Regions from separate parts of the Sus scrofa genome. Here region 2 is linked to region 1. Evidence: chromatin contacts called from public HiChIP or PLAC-seq data. All regions are on one chromosome and are shown on one strand. Each heading gives the region's core, a stretch centred on a gene start, on an enhancer-like site or on the middle of the called end of the contact. The rest is flanking DNA. Distances are from core to core; before and after follow the strand shown. Region 1 overlaps ATXN7L1 (ataxin-7-like protein 1). Region 2 has its middle 15 kb from the start of SYPL1.

Region 1 (6,137 bases), core at 2,182-4,681:
CTGTTGAGTCAAGCATGCCAGCCCATGGGTCTAGCGGCTTGTCAAAAACTAAATGAAAGCCTTCATCCTCAGAAGATACAATTAAACTACTTACGACTTGATAGGAAGAAACAGGCTTGACTGTGGGGTAAGGAACTTGTATCCCCATTGCTGGGACAAAACATGTTTTCATGCTAGTGTGATAACAATTTCACAAAGCCAGAGTTTAGTAGCTAGGTTTGTAGGGAAGTCTTTTGTCATCACTGATATTTTATTGATTGACCTGAACTTGTTTACCTGGTTGATTTTCCCATCAGGGTCCACTTTCAAAGAGAAGCAACTACAGGACAAGTATAAATTATTTACACGCAAATGAATGAATCATAACTGAATTCATAGAAGACCCATTTTAAGGTTAACTAACTCTCTGTCGCATTGCTGTTTTTTCTATCCCGCATACATCGGTGGCGTTTTCTCGGGTACTCAAATCCAGGGAAGGCAGAGCCTCAGCTCCACCTGATCACAGTAGAGAGCTGGCCACTGCTAACCCTCTCAGCCCAAATTTTTCCCTTGTGCAAATGTGACATTGACCCGCCTTCCCTGATCTGTCAGGAAGGCTAACTGGTCTACCTTCCAAGCCCTGTCAAACTGGGTAGGTCTTGTTCCCACAGGAAAGTTTATTCTGTTCTCTCTCTCCTGCCCGTAGACCATCATCTGCAAATAGCATAAGCAGCAGCACATCTTCAAATCACAGTGGCTACACTCCGGAACCCTCTCTGCCCCTAGTTGGAGGTGACCTCGCCAGCCGACTGTCGAGTGATGAAGGGGAGATGGACGGAGCCGACGAAGCTGAGAAGTTATTAGACTGTCATTTCTCCACCCACCACCCCAGACCTCTCGCGGTAGGCCACCTTCCATTTCTGTCCAGGCATTTTTTTTCCCTATGCTTTGTGGTATTTAGGTGATTGTATCCGACAGCATCCTTCATAAGAAGGCCTCCAGGACACTTCCCTGGTGGTTCTTGTTGTGGCTCAGCAGGTTAAGAACCTGACTAGTATCCATGAGGATGTGGGTTTGATCCCTGGCCTCACTCAGTGGGTTAAGGATCCAGTGTTGCCGCAAGCTGCAGCATAGGTCTCAGTGAAGCTCAGATCTGGGGCTGTGGCATAGGCTCCAGCCACAGCTCTGATTTGTTCCATGTACCACAGGTGTGGCCATAAAAAGAAAAAAGAAAGGGAAGGAACTTACCCCGAAGTTGAGTAATTGACTTAGAAATCCCATTGAAAATCACAAAGGAAGAGTTCCCACTCTGACACAACAGTATCAGTAGCATCTCTTCAGTGCCAGGATGTAGGTTTAATCCCTGGCCCAGCACAGTGGGTTAAAGGATCCAGTGTTGCCACTGCTGCACCTTAGGTTACAACTGTGGCTCATATCTGATCCCTAGCCTGGGAACTCCATGTGCCTAGGGACGGCCAAAATAAAATTAAAATAAATAAAGGAGTGCTGCTGCCATGAGTTAAAAATCTGACTGCAGTGTCTCAGGTCACTTTGGAAGTACAGGTTTAATCCCCAGCCCAGCACAATGAGTTAAGCATCTTGCATTTCTACAGCTACAGCATAGGTTGCAGCTGTGGCTCAGATTCAGTCTCTGGCCCAGCAATTTCCATATGCTCTGAGTGCAGCCATAAAATTTTTTTAAAAAAAGAAAATCCCGAAGGAAAGGTAAAGGCTCCTAGCTGATTATAGTCCTTTAAACACCTGAGTGTCTGTGGTCCACCTTGAAGCAACATTGGTGTTTATACGAGAGCACTGGGGAGCTGACCTTCCTGCCTTGCCCGTCTAAGAGCAGAGCCTCTGATCTCAAGAGTTAGTCTAGCTCACCTGCTTTGGAAACCGTCTGTCTGAGCAATGTGCCAGGTGCCAGCCCTGGCTGGTTTCCTCCCCTGTTGGTTCTGAGTTTTATTGTTATTAGTAGATGTGAGCGTATGGCACCAGAACTGAGTGTGTGTGGGTCTGCGTGTGTGTAGGAAAGGAGGAAGCATTTCATGTCAGCGTGATTGCTGATTAAAGAAAAGGTCACTTTCTTCCCAGTGCCTTGAAAGAGCCCACTTTAACAATTCAGAAGGTCACAAAACCAAGATGGGAAGTAAAAGAAGGCGTGAGCTCGAGGCCTGTTCATGTTCGCCTGACAAACACTTGAGAAGGGAATGCCTAGGGGTGCCCTTGTGGCACAGCTGGTTGAGGATCCGGCGTTGTCTCTGCAGCAGCTCTGGTCACTGCTATGGCATGGGTTCCATCCCTGGCCCAGGAACTTCCACGTGGAAGTTGGGTGCAGCCAATCGATCAATCAATCAATAAAAGCGATATATTATTTTTTAAAAAAAGAAGAAGGGAATGCCTAGTGCTCCCGTCATAGAGCCAAATTCAGAGAGACCAGGAACGAGGGACCCCATAGCCAGTTTGCTCTGGTCCCAGCATGAGCCTTGTAAGATGAGTTTTGTCCTTGGATCGCATGGAAATCAGCCCTGCATCATGATAGGGTCCTTCCTCCCTTCTATCAGTGTGATTTTGAAGGCAAAATTCACTTCCTATTTCTGGGGAGGATGGTGCCATGTACTTCACCAACAGCCTGAGACTTTGCTTCTGGGCCAGATAGAAATAGGGACAATCAGGAGTACCTTTGACTGCCAGCGATAGAAAACAACTCATCCCATATCTTCACTTGGGTCATTTACTTGTCTCATATAACAAGCAGCCTAGTGGCAAGTGGTTCCAGGCTTGGTTCAGCATCTCCACACTGTCCTGTTGCTGAGGGAGAGTCTCTGCAGCCCTCTTCCCCTTTCATGCACAGCTCCGACTCCAGTATCACATCCTCACCCAGTGGTTGGCCTTTACAAAGGGAGGACGGGACAAACAAAGGGGTCTTCTTCTAAGATGCAATCTTATATCATTTCTTAGGGAGGAAGATCTTCCTACATATATAGCCCCGCCCAGTAGACCTTCCCTTCCATCTAAACAGAAGTAGGTCATGTGCCCACCCCTATGCCCATCAGTGGCAGAGAAAGATGGGGTTGTAGTAACAGGATGAAGCCAGCCATGAATTCATTGCAAAGTTCTGGAAAGAGACCCACCTTTCCTGCTCACTGTTCCATGTCAGAAATCAGAAAGGACATGTGGTTCTGTGAACAAGGAAAAGGCAGGGAGAGCTGGGAGTGGGGTGGCAGTCGATGAGATTGACAACCACTGGGGTCTGCCCCAGTGGCCACCGCAATGAGAGTCTATAGCCCTGCCTGGGACATCATAGGCGACCAAGGACAGGAGCCTCTTGGGGCTCTGAGCCTTGCATCTATATTGAATTAGAGGCAGAGGCAGTGCAGACAGTAAGGGGTCTCGAGCTTCCAAGTCTGAAAGTGAGCCCAGGCTCTGCCAGAAGGCCAGACGCTGGAGCACATCAAGATCTTTGTCCAAATGACAAACTGCCAGGCTACAGTGGATTAGCTCAACTCTGGTCCTGGCAGATTTGTGTGCTTTAATGTTTGGCTGATTTGAATGGAAAGGCCATGGATTTGTTTCTTTGCTTTGTCCTTTTTCTCATGGCCAATTGATACACTAAATCATTTTTTTTAAACGAAGGTTTGTTTAAAGTGTTTGTAGCAAGGATATGAAGAAGGAAAAGATGCCTGACCTGGCCCCGCTTCCACATTTTGCTGGGCACCAGCCTCCACGTGGGAGAACTCCCTTTCTATGGTTTCTTACTTGGCCAGGAAGCACTTAATGTGAAAGTGCAGAAAAGAGTTTTTCATCGGGAGTACCAGATTTGATGGGCGGCAAGATTTTAATGCATACTCCCCCCCAGAACCTAAGCAGAAACAAAACAAAGGGAAGGTCTTGCATTTCCTCCTCAGAACTGTTCCAAAGGCTGGTTCCAGGAAGGGTTTGTGGAATGAATGCCAACCCAGCACTGTGTCTGGGATGGAGGCCAGGGAGCTGCTGGGAGAGGCCTGGAGGAGGGGAGAAGCTGCATTTGAGTTATAGTGTCATTTTAGACTCGCCTAAGCTCTGACCAGCCAAATGTCACCTTCTCAGAGGCCACTTCTTGCATTTCTGTCTGCTGGCCTTCTGGTTGTCTTAACAACATTATCAACTGACGTTTATTAAACGTCTAAGTGCTCATATTTCAGCTCTATGCTTTAAGTGTGATAGTTTGCACTAAACACTTTGTGCAACCTTATCTCTGTAATCCATCCAGCCTAAATCTCTACTATCCTCACATTGAGGAAGAAGAAGAAGAGAATGGGGTCCCTGACCTGTATACATTTATAATCATCAAGACAGGCACAGAAACATTCCAAATTATGAAGTGATTCTCAGGTGAAATGTAGTGAGGTACGTCTAGGTGTTTCTGGGAGTTCAGAGTAGTAAGGTGACTCAGCCACTGGAAATGAGAGGGTTTTGCTTGTTTGTTTGTTTGTTTTTCATTTTCTGGTCCCACTTGGGGCATGCAGAAGTTCCCAGGCCAGGGATCAAACCCGTGCCTCAGCAATGACCCGGGACACAGCAGTGACAACAATGGATCCTTAACCCACTGAGCCACCAGGGAACTCCAGACCTGAGAGTCTTAATTAGGGCCCTGAGAGAGTGGAGAATTAGAATGGGCTGAGCAAAGAGGGCAGGGGATGGCTGGCCGAGGGAATGGTATGAGCGTGAGCTTGGAGGCAGTGGTGTGTCCCAGGGCAGAGCCTGCAAGTGCTGATGGGAGGGGATATGAGGTTAGCACCTGGAAAGGACGGAGTTTAGCCAAGTTGGCGGTGAAGTGGCTCTGTGGACCACAGATAGGAAAGTATGGCCCACTGGCAGGTGAACATTAGAACCAGCAGCTTCCTGATGAGAGGCAAGGAGCCACCAGCTTCTTTCAGAAGATGGTACATGTGACAAGCCCCTGGTGCCAAGATCTTGCCCTGACTGCTGGTTGCTGTTGGTTTGGCGTTTTTTTTTTTTCCCCAACCAACAAGGCTGGCTCAATCCCAAGTACAGAGAGGGTAGCCCTCAGTGCCACTGAAGACTGAATGTCACTATTGTTGAGTCATCCTGGGAGGTTCTATAAAAAAATCTAGGAGCTTGGAGTTCCCGTCATGGCTCAGTGGTTAACGAATCTGACTAGGAACCATGAGGTTACGGGTTCAATCCCTGGCCTTGCTCAGTGGGCTAAGGATCCGTCATTGCTGTGAGCTGTGGTGTAGGTCGCAAACGCAGCTCAGATCCCACGTTGCTGTGGCTCTGGCGTAGACCATGGGCTGCAGCTCCGATTAGACCCCTAACCTGGGCACCTCCATATGCCAAGGGAGCGGCCCTAGAAAAGGCAAAAAGACAAAAAAAAAAAAAAAAAAAAAAAAAACTAGGCGCTCAAACAGAAGCACCACAGAAATATTTTGGCTTTGGTACTATTTGCTTCTTTATTTTGAAGAAAATTGTACCCCTGTGTGTTTTTATGCAAATTTTATTTTTCTCCGTATGGCTGATATTAGCGTATTAACCTGTAATCAAAATTAAAATGTTTCTTTTTCCCTCACAGTTTTGCTCATTCGGGAGTCGCCTCATGGGACGAGGGTACTATGTGTTTGACAGAAGATGGGATCGTTTTCGATTCGCACTAAACTCCATGGTAGAAAAACACTTGAATTCACAGATGTGGAAGTAAGTGAGCGGTTTTTGTGCAATATGAGGTCTGAGATCTGAACCCCAACTTTCTAAATGAATGTCTCTGGCTGGCTTTCCATTGAACAAAATGATTCTGAAATTGGGGTTCGTGATTAATTCTTAAATGTCAGCCCCTCTTTGTGGCTCGCCCATAGTTTTACAGAGACGTGTAGGATATACTGTATGTTTTGTCTTCTCTGGAGGTCACTTTGGGGTTGCTAATATTCTCGATAAATGAAAAGGTATTAGATAAGACCTCGTTTATTTAACGGCATCCAAGGGCCTTGTTGCTATGCCTGAAAGCATCTAAGGATATTGAGAATATGCTTCTGTCTGTAATGTGAACGCTACGATGTCCATACGAAAAATTTCATAATGGTGACGGAACAATTTATGATGGCTTAATGTCCCGGGGGAAAAAATACATGCAGCGGCCAACAGGGCAGATCCTGGGCCAT
Region 2 (6,299 bases), core at 1,479-3,978, 520 kb before region 1:
TTTATCATGTCAGTGTTCTGGTATATGGCAGCAACTTGTTCAAACAAAATCAGTACATTATGACACTTTCCAACCAATGGATGTAAAGTATCTTGAAGAAGGGATGCCATGTTAATTCCACATAGGCACTGCATAGGTTAGCAGAAGTCACAGCTATGTAAGACCTCTTGTAGGCAAAGAATGGAGAAGAGAAATACACAGAGCATAATAGATTCAAACCCTCCTGAGGTAGAAGTATCTTACGAACAGCACTTACAGTGTAGGGGGACTTTTGAGAGTGAGCCAGCATTTGAGTGCTGAATCATGAGCACAAGCCTCTAAAAGTAAGGGCCTGGAGCTCACAATCTACCCTCAGATAGTCACCTCTACCCATGGCTGGAGGGGAAGGGCCAAAGGCACAGAAATTAGCTGGCTGTTCTCTTTTCACACAGAGGAGAGGAGCTACAAGAGGCAGCCAAAGCGGAGAGCTGTGTCTTGATGTTAACCTCCACAGAAGCAAGTAACAAAGTGAGACTCTCCAGAGAGCAGAGCCAGTTGCTGTCTTGCAACTCCCTAGTATCCCTTCCCCTTTCTCCTGGAAACAGCTCCCACTGCCCCTTTGGGAAATAAGTGCTTGCCCCTCACGCAAAGTTTCTGGACTTGCCCAACAAAATACCCTGCCTTGTACTGGGCAGAGGGATGGTCACATGACTCCAGCTAGGCCAGTTGTGTCTCTCTGGCCCTCTCCATAGCAAGTAAATGTCAACTTGCCTGGGCCATGGGGTGCCCAGATAGTTGGCCAAACATTATTCTGAGTGTTTCTGCAAGGGTCTTTTTGGATGAGATCAACATTTCAATCAATTGGAGTAAAGCAGCTTGCTCTCCACAAGTGGGTGAGCCTCCTCCTGAACAGAACAGAACAGAACAGAACAGAACAGAAAGACCTACCCTCCCTGAGTTGAGAGAATTCTTCAGCACACCGCCTTTAGGCTTCATCTGCAGTGTCACCCTTCCTTCCTGACAGCCCTTGAACTAGAACACTGGCTCTCCCTATGTCTCCAACTCCAACCTGCCAACCCACCCTGCAGATTGGGGTTGCCAGCCTCCATAATCGTGTGAGCCAATTTCTTATCATCAATCAATCTCTCTCTCTCTGTCTCTCACTAGATAGATAGATCCTATTGGTTCTGTTTTCCTCTAGAAAACTCTAATACATCTCCCTCTGGATTTTTTTTCTTTTCTTTTCTTTTTTTTTTTTTTTTTTGCCATTTCTTGGGGCGCTCCCACGGCATATGGAGGTTCCCAGGCTAGGGGTCGAATCGGAGCTGTAGCCACCAGCCTATGCCAGAGCCACAGCAACACGGGATCCGAGCCACGTCTGCGACCTACACCACAGCTCACGGCAACGCCGGATCCTTAACCCACTGAGCAAGGCCAGGGTTGGAACCCGAAACCTCATGGTTCCTACTCAGATTCGTTAACCACTGAGCTACGACGGGAACTCCTCCCTCTGGATTTTGATGCATGAGGACAGACACTCAAAAATATGACTAGTTAGAGAGCATTCATTCCTGATGGATCTGTCAGGGACCGAGTTCCTGCTACCTTTCCCCTCCAGAGGTGCTCTCATTCTTATCCTTTTCTGATATTGGTTCTCAGTCTTCCTAACAATTCTTCAATCCACCCTATGTATAACCTGCAAACCTTGACTCAATATACTCAGTAGTCAATGCCTATTGTATATTCAAGGTATTGTCCTACTGGAGAAACAGCAGTGAAAAGCTAGCCCCTGCTTTCATGGAACTTATCTTCTAACAATTGTTCTTAAGTAGGTGAATTCTTATTAAAGAGTTGGTTTCTGTTGCTTGCCATCAAAGAACCTTGTGATACTAACATTTTCCCTTCAGAGAATGCTAACTCGGTCTCTTCTCTGGTTCATTTTGGATAAGCCAGATGCCAGTCCTCTAGGAGAAAGCAGGGGGAAAGATCCCAGCTCTGTGCCATTCTGGAAAGACACTTCTCTGTGATTATCCCACAGAAAAACATGAGACCCAACCACTGGGCTTGTCTAAGTTTCTCACTTTAGAATAGTGAATGGCTCAGCAGGAACACTTCATCAGAATGACTTCTCGACTTGAGGCCCTCCATTGAAACCGTCCTCTCCTGCTCATAGCCTGAGAAGATACACCACAATGAGCATTACATAGCTTGTACCTCATTATGACTAATTTCAAGTTTAACCTTCCTCAACAGAAGCCTTTTTAATGCCGTCCCCCAAGGCCCAGAGGATTTTTTCTGGGATAGGCAGGAGACAAGAGGAGGGTAGCTGATCGGAGTGGCCAGACATAGCTTTCTCCTCAGGTAGCAAAGTTATTAGACACAACAGCAGCTCTATCTTGCAGCAAGTAAGCGTGCTGTTTGCTTCACTGTAGCGGGCTCAGTGACAGTGGCTGGGAATTGTCACAGTTGAGTTTAGCACTGCTGGCAAACTTTGGAGCCAGCTTGCATAATGCAGTGTCTAAAGAATATGATTCCAGTTGAAAAGAACATATTTGCAGTTAAAAATAGAACTCGGTCACCTAACAGCTCATACATAAACCGTGAGGCTGGGGGAGGAACAAAATGAAATAATAGTCACTGGGGATTCCTGAACACCTGCCCCTGTCACTCAGAGCCTGTACTCACTGGGAATTGCCAGCACACGGAAACCAGCCCTACCCTGAAGTCAAATGGCAAAAATAAACAGAGGTACTGACTCAGATAAATCAAGAAACATGAGTGCACCTTTAAGCAGGCAGCAATTCGGGTGGCCTCTCCAGGCCAGGCCTCCTCAGAGATTTAGCTCTATGTTCTAAGAGAATTAACTGCTGTTGATCCAGAGGCTTGAAAGCTGAGACTGAGTTAGGTCTCAGTTCTACCCACAGTAAAGTATGTTTTCACTGTACACGTATGTGTTGTGCTCTGTACAGAACACACCAAACATGGTCGGTCCCTGGCTCCCTCTAAATAGAGGCGGGGATCTCATGACCCACTGCTCAGGCCAGTAAAGAGCTAAGAATTACAAAAGGAAGATTTGGGCTTCCACACCAGGAAACACACTGAAACAGTAGTGTAGGTCTAATTGGAAAGGCCATCCCAATAAAGGAGTAGAAATCTCTCGCCTGAGTGCATGTCAAACTAAGCCATCAGAACAGTCGATACTGTATATACTGCCAGAAAAAAGGATGCAGGAGAATCAGAAGGAAGCTGCTTCCTACCCCAACCCTGCCCTGAGCAGCCCTCTGGCCTCAGCAAATTGCTTCTCCTTTCTGCACCTCTCTTCCCCTCGTTAAAATCAGTCTGTAATGCCTCTTTTCCTTTCAAACTCACCAAAATGGTGGAGAGGTAAATTGGATGCTTGTGGCATTTGTTTCTGAGTGTGAAATTCTAGAGCAGCAATACTCTGCTTCACCATCAGCTGGGGAGTTTATAAGAATTACAAGTACCTGGGATTACAATACCAGAGATTCCTGGGTGGTGGATCCCAGGCACGGGTGGATGGTAAAAGCCCTCCAGGTGATCCCAACGTATAGCCGGGACTGAGACCCAGGAGCCATGAAGAGGAGGCAGAGCCTCTCCTGCTGTCCCCAGGAATAAGCCCACGTGGATGTGGGGGCACTCACCTCCTCCAGATCTGCAGAGGGTTTCCTTTCACAGGGTTGGACAGATTGTTTCTTTCCCAGACCTTCTCACACCGACTTGCCCCACCCCTCTACCAGCATAGACCAGCAAGGGAATGAGCTAAGTATCTTGAAAAGGCAACCAGGAGTGCTTGGTGGTTTTTCATTGAGGCAAACCCCGAAGGAGTGCTTCAAGGTATTACGGCCTTTACCTCCAAGAAGTTTATTATTAAGGGTTTACTCAGCACAGGAGCATTTGTATCCAATCAGAGGATCTGACAGTCCACAGTCTGTGATGCTGTGTTCAGAACAGGCACACATGACTGGTGACGCCACACCCACTGCTGTGCCATAGGCCATTAGTAAGGGATGCCTGGGCGCTAAGCATCTCATCTCCCAACAGTACTGATTCAGGGTAGAAGCTCCTTAGTGGGGGACTGACTGCCTCCATGTGCATTGGTCAACCCCGTTTTTCCTGTCCCTGCACCAGGCTCCAAGCCCCTCCTGACTAACACATCCACATTGTAGCTGTGCTTAAGGCAGTTATGTTTCCCACCAGAACAAGTCCTGGAGGAGCCATTGTTCACTCTGTCTCCTCCTGCCACCTGTAGTTCAGTTCTTTGCCCCTGAAGGCACCCTGTGTGCTTTCGCTCTGTTGAGTGGATCTTTTGGAAGGAGCTGGAAACCTTGAAAGAGAAAGCAAAGGACACAGCAGGGCCATAGAGTGGAGTGATTAAGAGCTGGGGAATCAAACAGGCCTGGGGGTGAAGCCTGTCTCCATCACTTCCTAGCTGTGCACCCCGGGATAACATACCTAACCTCTCTGAGCCTCGGTTCACTCAACTGTAAAGTAAGTCTAGTTATAAAGTCTGTATCATAGGACTGGTGCAAGGATTAGATGAGCTGTACCTGGCGTGCTGTGACTACCCCAAATGTCAGCCACCATTACCACTGTCGTTAATTAGGAATGAAGGGTGCATGGCAGACAAGTGGCATTTCCCCAGAATCAATTGAATTGTGGAGCAACAGGACTTGGGGTGAGAAAACCTGAGTGTAGACCCATTCCCTTTCTCTATGATTTTAGATAAGTCACATCACCTTGTTAAGCTTCGGTTTCCCCAGTTGCAAAATTGTGATCATAGTAATACAAAAGTAATACCTACTTCACAGTGACTGAAAGGACTAAATGCAATAATGTGTGTAGATGTGCTTTGCAAACTACAAGGAGCCATATAATATCAGCAGTTATTATCCACATCCAATCCTTAACATCTTCTGGGTTTAGTCCTGACAGTTGACAAAAGGAATAAATGGATTGTCTAAGATTAGAAATGGAAGAAAATGAGGCTCAACCCTCAGGCCTTAGTAAAGTCCAGACCAAAGGGTGGGCCCCAGAGTGAGGAGTCTGATTAAAAGGAGCTCCTGTACTGGGCTAGTTTCATTCCTGAGTGAGCCCTTCCTTTGATTCCGCAACTGCCTGCTGTTTACTTACCATATTACCTCATATCTTTACAAAAGATGGGATAACACCATGGGGCAAAAACCAAAAGAGAAGGCAGAAAATAGCATCATGTATGTTTCTTCCCTTGAGAAGACTTTTTCCTGGCTCTGAGGGATTTTGTGTTTTTTGTCTGTTTGTTTGTTGCTTTTCAGGGCTGCACGTGCGGAATATGTAAGTTCCCAGGCTAGGGATCAAATTGGAGCTGCAGCTGACAGCCTATGCCATAGCCACAGCAATGTAGGATCTGAACCTGCATTAAGCAAGCCAGATCCTTAACCCAGTGAGTGAGGCCAGGGATCGAACCTGTATCCTCATAGATGCTTGTCAGGTTTGTTACTGCTGAGCCACAACAGGAACTCCTCTGAGGGTTTTTTTATGCTTAACTTTTTTTAAAAATATTGCGTTCTGAGTGACACTTTTCTAATATTTTATTTTTGGGGGGTTCTCCCACTTCTCCCAACTCCGCTAACCTACACTAGTTTCCACAGCTACCATAAATTAACATTTCTCATCTAAAAGTTAAAGGCAGGGAGCAGCTATGCCAGCAACAGAGGGGGAATTTAAGGTCTAAATGTATGTTGCCACCTGGAACAGGCCCTGATGGCTGCTACCAAAGCAGTCCTCCAGTGTGGAACAACAAAATTCAGCCAAGGGAAAGAAGTTCCAGTCATAAAACTCCAGGCTTAGCTCTTAAGGGCCCGAGAGGTATTACAGGAACAGGTAGAAGTAGTTTCTCCAATAATACTGTGGTCAGGGGGTGTAAGTCTTTAAATTACTACCTGCTCCCTTACCCACTGCCCACTGGAGAGAAATTGGGGCCACCTGGGTGTGTGGATATAGGATGGGAGCCAGGAGCAGGAGGCCTGAGGAGATCTGCAGAGAGCGTTCACGAGTGCCACTCCTCCAGAATTTTTGACATGTTTGTAGAGGTCACCAGGTGAACTACAACGGTAGAGAGGTAACCTAGCGATTAGATTAGGAATGTTCTCTGTCTTCAAAAAGCTCTGAGGAGTGTCTCAGAGTTGGAACGTGTGTAAAATATGCACTGATTAGGAGAGCCTCTTTTGAGACCTTCTTTCAGCCTCAAGTAACTTCATTTTACCACAAATGAGAAAAGAAATTAAGAACAACAGAGTTCCCATCGTGGCTCAGCAGAATCA

What was found. HiChIP or PLAC-seq counts read pairs in DNA pulled down with a chosen protein or histone mark.
Region 2: an H3K27ac HiChIP or PLAC-seq map of skeletal muscle shows a contact between it and region 1. The contact joins two enhancer-like sites. A contact is called at or near these places in 1 of 47 Hi-C or Micro-C datasets (epiblast stem cells) and 1 of 2 datasets of contacts at active chromatin or transcription factors (skeletal muscle).

Annotation. Positions count from the first base shown.
Region 1 is chr9:105,476,960-105,483,096 of Sscrofa11.1, reverse strand. ATXN7L1 (ataxin-7-like protein 1) reads left to right here. Exons shown (of 18, transcript XM_005667724.3): 13 at 686-881; 14 at 5,555-5,676. Among named protein-coding and RNA genes, the nearest start is that of RINT1, 87 kb to the right of the region's middle. Within about 2 kb of position 3,431, at least 24 of the 83 cell types and tissues checked have an H3K27ac peak or open chromatin away from gene starts, as enhancers often do. A contact at or near this core is called in skeletal muscle, where this site is marked.
Region 2 is chr9:105,997,415-106,003,713 of Sscrofa11.1, reverse strand. No RefSeq gene overlaps it. Among named protein-coding and RNA genes, the nearest start is that of SYPL1, 15 kb to the right of the region's middle. Within about 2 kb of position 2,728, at least 9 of the 83 cell types and tissues checked have an H3K27ac peak or open chromatin away from gene starts, as enhancers often do. A contact at or near this core is called in skeletal muscle, where this site is marked.